2 separate regions of the Callithrix jacchus genome follow, and region 1 is linked to region 2. The links are chromatin contacts, called in public Hi-C maps. All regions are on one chromosome and are shown on one strand. Each heading gives the region's core, a stretch centred on a gene start, on an enhancer-like site or on the middle of the called end of the contact. The rest is flanking DNA. Distances are from core to core; before and after follow the strand shown.

Region 1 (3,698 bases), core at 1,096-3,595, 160 kb before region 2:
GGCTAACAAGGCCTACATCTCACAAGAATGCTAGGAGGATAAAAATGAAATAAAATAATACACCTAAAGCAGAGTACCTACTCCACATGAAGCTATTAGAGAGGCCAAGGTGGGAGACTGCTTGAGCCCAAGAGGTGGAGGCTGCAATGAGCTATGATTGCGCCACTGCACTCTAGCCTGAATGACAGAGGGAGGCCCTCCTCAAAAAGAAATTTAAAAAGCTAACCTCACAGGCATTTACTTGCTCCATACCAGGCACTGTATCAAGGGTGCTGTGCACCTTGATTTATCATGTATGAAAGTACTTGATTTTCCAAGTCATAGTCAAAACGGTATGGGGGTATTATGATTAGTGCTATTATATTACTCTTACTAACCAAGCAAGTCACAGCACTATATATTTAAATAAAAATAATCTACTTAAATAAGAGTGTTTCAATAAGAAGCAAAAGAGAAAACCCTGATGTTTCAGTATCTCGCAGAAGTTACAAGTGTGAATTAATGCAGTTTTCTCACCAGGTCCACTGTCCTTCAGGGTCACCAGGGGTACAAAGTGATGACTGTCATAGCCGAGAACAATGGGGTACCTATAACATTCCTGAGCAGGCCAGTGGAGAGGCAGGTAAATTCCACCCACTTTCAAAGGGGCAAAATTGGAACCTGATTCCAAACTTCTTAGCATTTTGTCTGTTCAAGGAAAGAAAAGAAAAATGAGGCCCTTAAGGTGACTTCCATCAAATTCCATTTAACTCTGTTACTTGAACTTTGGCAGTGGTTTTCTCTAAGAGCCAAGGCATTAAAGCTGAAAGCATTTAAGTACAGATACATGATCTGCAGGCATCTCACCTGAAATGACAATGATTGGCCTTCTGAGGATGTTGCAAAGGACAAATATGTGTATTTCTTCCAGTGAGTTGTACTGAAGCCCACTTCGGGCCACGGGTGTGTCTGTGGAAGCCATTTTGATAAGGGTGTCCCATTCATCATTCCAGTTCTAAGGGGAGGAGGTGAAAGAGGACAAAAAGCTTGAATGTACCCTGTACTCCTATGCTAAAGTCATTCTAACATCACTCCGCAATTATTCACTTATATAACTCAGCTTATTTTTCCCCTTTCATGAAACCATCATTCAAATGATCATCCTTTTTGCCCCATTTTGGTTTTCTTTCTTTACTCTTTTCTACTACAAGGCAAACTCAAAAGTTGGGGAGGACAGGGACAGCACCTGCTTACAAAAAAAAATCCCTGATGAGGTATCACATTGCAGCCCCTCATCCAAATGTTCACAAAAATTCCAAACTTGTGACTGAGGATGGTGAGGCATGTGTTGTAATGTTATTGGCTGGCTCAGCAAAGCTAAGGGCAATCAAACTGAAAAACAACAAAACACCAATGGAAAAGGCCATGAGCAGAAGACCTGCTGCTAGAGGGAACAGATCCACAGCTGGGAATCTGCTAACCAAAAGCAGTGGCAAAAGCCTTGGGTTAGTCCCATAGGTTTCTGGTGTTTTCCATTGAGTATGCTTCACTTAGGCAAATTCATATGACCTGGGCCATTAGATGCTACCAGAGGGCAGGGACTCACCCAGGGGTACCCTATGCCCACCATGGAGTTCTGTCAATAGATAATTAGGGGGCAATACATACCCGAGTGTCATAGCAAAGCCCCGTTTCCACAAATTCCTGAGATTTGAGAGACTCCAGTTGCCAGCGGAATTTAAAGTTGCGTGTGTCTGTTTCCTTGAGCGTGCTGAACAGCGCCTTCCTCAGTACCAAGTCTGTGTCCTGAACACCCCACATGTACTGAGAAGTGGCATGCATGAGGCAATTGCCATCACCTGAGGACAGAAAGGAGGAGAAGAGAAGGAAAATCAAGTTATCTGCATTTAAGGTCCAGCAAAGGTTTTCAGAATAAACCAGCCCTGCTACTGTGCTAGGTCATTGAGTGGTTTAATTTCCTAGTCAAGTACAAATTGGTATTTCACAAGATAATGACAGCTTTAAGGAAAAAACAGTTCTTTTCATTTTTCTTTTTAATGAATGACACCAACAGCAAAGGAGCCAGGGGACCTTGGTTCTAGCTTAACTCTGCTCCTAACTCATTTAGGTGACCTGGGGGAAATTCCTTAGGTTCTCTGGGCATTTTTCCTCTTTGTGAAATGAGGGCACTGAGTGATGATCTCTAAAGCCCCATCCCTTTCTACTATCCCCTGATTTGCTGGTGAAGGCACTGGCATTGCTGCTCTCTAATCCTAAGGAAGATCACACAGAGCAACATGCACAAACCAGGAAGCGGGCATGGCTTGCTAGACTGGGATGGTATGGCTATGACTCAATGGCAAATGACTTGACCATTCCCCTTTAGCCTTTGGGCCCTGGGAGTTTCCTCTCCTGGTGTGTAAAGTGAGGTTGGCAACACTGAATTACCTATGGCCTGCCAGTCCAGCTCTCAAAAACGCGTTATGCAAACCTGCTTGTTAGTAACTGTAAAGTACAAAAGTTAAAAAGCACCTGGGTGTCTACATTTGAAAATAATTCAGTATTTAGGGCTGACATTTTGAGAAAGAAAAAAAGCAGGTTGAATTGTATGCCATTCATTTGTGACCCTTCCAGTTTAAAACTCACAATTCAATGGGCTGCATTTTTTTCAACCTCCAAACAATAAATCTTTTGGGGAAACGTTTAAAACAAAAAAGTTAACTCCTTGGTATCTTTTGGCAAATACAAAATAATCTTTATAAAGAAAAGTTAAACTGTTTCTCATATTACTCTATAAGTAGGGCAATAATGCTATTTGAAATGTTATCAAATTATAATTACAGTCAAACTATAAAGAGACCAATAAAACCCTCAAATATGTATCCACAGCCAGTATTCCTTCAAGTTACACATTTAGAAAAACTAGCTAAGTAAGTATTCAAACAAATGGACAAAAAAGATCGCCCAAGCCTTGTGCCTTGGCAGACGTGTAGCAATGATTGCATTCTGTTGAAATTTCCCCTTTGCAAAATCTAGAGCAAAGATAAGGCTTTTTTTCTTCTTCTTGTGCTTACTTTCAGTTCTTTATTGAGATGCACCAGTATAAAATTCCCTAAGTAACATCTGGAATTCCCCAGTGCTAAGTTATTTGACTAGCAATTGAGCAACAGCTATTGTACTTTTTGTTCTGGTGTGTAGACATTTAAACTGCGAGGTGCACCCTGGACTTTCCAAGTGGGTGTGGTCAGGGTGAGCTGGAATAGGGCTACTCATTATACAAGTGAAATCGCTGCAGCCAATAGACGCTGGAATTTTTCACATGAAGTTTCAATTTTATGCCACCTACTCCCTTCCTCATTCACCACAGTCTCATATCCTCAAATGCAAACTTGTGAATCACCCCCTCCCCAGATATTGCCTTTGAATAACCCTCCTATCAACGGAAAGATTATTATTATTTTTTTAAAAGGTGCTAATCAAAATCAAAGAAAAAAAAGTCATTTGTATTCCTCCCTCCCGATATCCTTTCTTCCACATTTAGACTCTTAAGGAGTTTTCTAGAAAGTGAAGAAACAAAAGGATTCTGAGTCTAAAAATGATTTCCCAAAAAACGTTACCAAAATGCACCTGGCTTTTGTAGTTTTATTTGTAGTGTGACTCCTTGTTGATTTCAATGACATGTTTGCAAAATAAGTGTTTCCTATTTATAGTCCCTTTTT
Region 2 (3,372 bases), core at 549-3,048:
TGAATATCCTGTTACAGGTTGCTCTGGAACTTCAGAGCCCTGATGAGGATTGATACTTAAATGACTTCAGATATTTATCCCAATGAAATATTTATCCCACTGCTTCATCCAATCTGCAGTGCTGCGTTCATCCTAAAGTTGCCCCCTGGAGGGTCCTGGGCATACCCAGGCCTAAGGCCTCACATTAGTCTGCTTAGGCTGCTGTAACAAAAGATCGTAGCCTAAACTTGATGGCTTAAACAACAGAAATCTATTTCTCACAGTTCTGGAGGCTGGGAACTCAAAAATCAAAGTGCCAGCTAATTCATTTCTCTGGTGAGGGCTGTCTTTCTGGTTTGCAGACATTTGCCATCTTGCAATGTGGTAACATGCCTTTCCTTGGTGCATGTTCACACAGAGAAAGAGAGAGAGAGATCTCTTCCTCCCCTAGTAAGGCCAGCAGTCATATAAGATTAAGGCCCCGCCCTTATGCCCTCAATTTAATCTTAAATTACCTCCTAAAGACCTGTCTTCAAATATAGTCACATGGGGAGCTAGGACTTCAACCTATGAATTTTGAAGGGATAAAATTCAGTCCATAGAAGACCTAATTTCTTCTACCCAGCACAGTATCATTTTCCTTTTTTAATGTTATTATTAACTTTTGAAAAATGTATAGCTCTTCTATAAAATATACATTCTAATCCATTTCTATTTCCAGTTTGCTTCATTTATTCTACCCACCCAGCCCCTTTAGCCATTGAAGTTTTTATCCCACATCCATTGATTTAACCATTATGTTTTCCAAACTGAAATTCAGGACGCACAACATCATCACTATGAATGTGCTTATGGAAGAGTAGAACAAAATGTCAGAAACCGGGACTATCTAGGAAAAGCATGATATGCAGAAAATGATGACAAATAAACGAATTCTCCATATTTGTGTTTCAATGATTGCAACTTGAGCTTGGTGCCACGCAAACCCACGAAAAATTCCGTTTGTCCAGTTAGATATTTTGATGGTGAGGAACTTATAGGCATTGGGCTGTCGAAGATACAAATGTTGAAGACAGGCGCTGTTCTTTATGGTAGAGTTTTGCAAGTTTTCTTTGGCCTATAACATAGAGCAAGAAATTTTACCTTGCAAATCTGTAGGATGTGATGCACTCTGATCTGTGCTGTGCTGTGCTGTGCTGTGCTGTGCTGTGCTGTGCTGTGCTGTGCTGTGCTGTGCTGTGCTATGCTATGCTATTCTTTCTACAATGGCTGTTATGGCCTACATAATTGGTTTCCAAAACATGAATCTATTGCTATGTGCATTGGAAAAAAAAAAAAACAGTTCTAGTGGGTTGGGTCTGATAGATTTTGGTTTCCTTTCTGTTAAAAAATATTTTGATTAGCATGAAGGTCTTTTTGTTTGTTTATTTTTGTGTTTTAACATATATAGCTACTAGCCTAGTACCTAGAAATAGTTTCATTCTCTTGGAAACTTATCTGCTGAAACTTTCTATTCACAGATCGGAGGTTTTTGGAACTGGAAGGAACAGCAGGGCTGAAGTCAGAATACATCGCACAGAAGTATTTATGTTGAAGCTCCAGTGTTTAAGACACAGTGGCTTAAAAATGCAATTTACAAAAATTGTTCTTTTTGTTTTTTGACTCTTCTGAACAGAACCCATCTCCAAGTTAGTTTGCTAACTGCCTGTGTGGCATGATCTTGTGCTCCCTTGCAAAGCTCACAGGATGGATTTTTGTTTTGTTTTGCTTTGTTTTGCTTTGTTTTTAGTTTCCTTGCTGTTTTTCCAGGTCATGGTACCACAGTTGATTGGTGATTGTGGTTTGAGGTCACCTAGAGAAGAGGGGGGTAACCCAAAGATCTTATTGCACACCTCAAATTGCTCTCTGATGACACCAAGAGCGTCAGAGGGGCTGAGGTTGTCCGTGAACGTTCACCAGGAAAAGCAGGGTTGAAGCTGCTTATGGGCGAAGACGAATCCCGTGCTGCCATCTATTGGTAACTGGTATTAAAAACAGCAATTTTTAATACTACCTGATTTTTTAAAAATTTGTTTTGGGGGAACTACAGTTCACTTTCACCTATTCTCCAAATTTATATTTCCAAAGAAGTCTTGATTTCAAGTGAAGGAATCTGTGGATGGGAATGACCCATCTCTAACCCTAATAAGGTTTGTCTGTAAAGTAAACCAAAGGGACAGGGGAATTCCCACATCGTCTCCTTACTGCCCAAGCCGACACACTTCCCTTTGAGGATGGTTTGAGAGAAGGAGGGACTGCCTGCTTGTCAGAGGGATTTCAAAGAATGCACTCTTCTCATACTTCAGATCTCGCCGATTGCTTCATGGGCCACCCGAGGTTACCAGATGTTTTGCCCAAAGGGTGGCTTCAAACAGAAACAAATAGGCCCTCTCTGTTTTGAAGCCTGTTCTAAATACTGCCCATTGCAAATAGTTCTCTGGGTTTATTTATTAGTAAGAAAAATGAGACATCAAGGACGAACCACTTCCATTTTAAAAAGATTCCTCTTCATTAAAAATAAAACAAAAGGAGACTGGAGTGCAGTGGCGTGATCGTGACTCACTGCAGCCTCGACTTCCTGGGCTCAAGTGATCCTCCCACCACAGCCTCTACACCTGGTTAGTGTTTTTGCATTTTTGTAGAGATGAGGTCTTGCTTTTTTGCCCAGGCTGGCCTCGAGCTCCTGGGCTCAAGTGATCCTCCTGCTGCAGTCTCTCAAAGTGTTGGGATTTCGGGTATGAGCCACCGTGCCCAGCCTACTATTCTTACTTATAGAAAGAAAAGAATGGAGGAAACTGAGGTTTGGAGAGAATGGTTTCACCCAAATAGCACTGGTGTGGAGGCAGAAAAGCTACTGTTGACAAGCGGAGTTGATGGCAGTTTTTTGGCAAGGCCTAATGAAAGTAACCCTGGAGACTTCATGCTTTCTGCTAGTAGAAATGCAGCTGTCATCCACATCAAGATTCAGGACACTGGTGATTACTATGGCCTGTGTGGAGGGGAGAAGTTTGCCACTTTGGCTGAGTTGGTCCAGTATTACATGGAACATCATGGACAATTAAAAGAGAAGAATGGAGATGTTCCTGAGCTTCGATATCCTCTGAACTGTGCAGATCCTACCTCTGAAAGGCCGTTTCACTAACACTTCTCTGGGAAGCAGACAGAGAAATTATCAACTGAAAAAGGAAAACCTAGTAGCTTTCTTGTATGAGAGAGCCAGAGCCACGCTGGAGAATTTGTTCTTTCTGTGCCACCGGTGACGACAAAGGGGAGAGCAATGACAGCAAGTCTAAAGTGACTGAATCATGTCGTGATTCGCTGTCAGGAACTGAAATACGGCATTGGTGGAGGAGA

The links. A called contact is a pair of places that touch in the nucleus more often than the background predicts.
Region 1: a Hi-C map of induced pluripotent stem cells shows a contact between it and region 2, with 3 times the contacts expected there. The contact joins two enhancer-like sites. A contact is called at or near these places in 3 of 3 Hi-C or Micro-C datasets (induced pluripotent stem cells and skeletal muscle).

What each region holds. Positions count from the first base shown.
Region 1 is chr4:144,651,313-144,655,010 of calJac240_pri, reverse strand. TNFAIP3 (TNF alpha induced protein 3) reads right to left here. Exons shown (of 9, transcript XM_035296840.3): 3 at 1,648-1,838; 4 at 847-994; 5 at 517-687. Among named protein-coding and RNA genes, the nearest start is that of TNFAIP3, 7.9 kb to the right of the region's middle. Within about 2 kb of position 2,345, at least 5 of the 16 cell types and tissues checked have an H3K27ac peak or open chromatin away from gene starts, as enhancers often do.
Region 2 is chr4:144,487,262-144,490,633 of calJac240_pri, reverse strand. It overlaps the pseudogene LOC100387236. Among named protein-coding and RNA genes, the nearest start is that of TNFAIP3, 160 kb to the left of the region's middle. Within about 2 kb of position 1,798, at least 2 of the 16 cell types and tissues checked have an H3K27ac peak or open chromatin away from gene starts, as enhancers often do.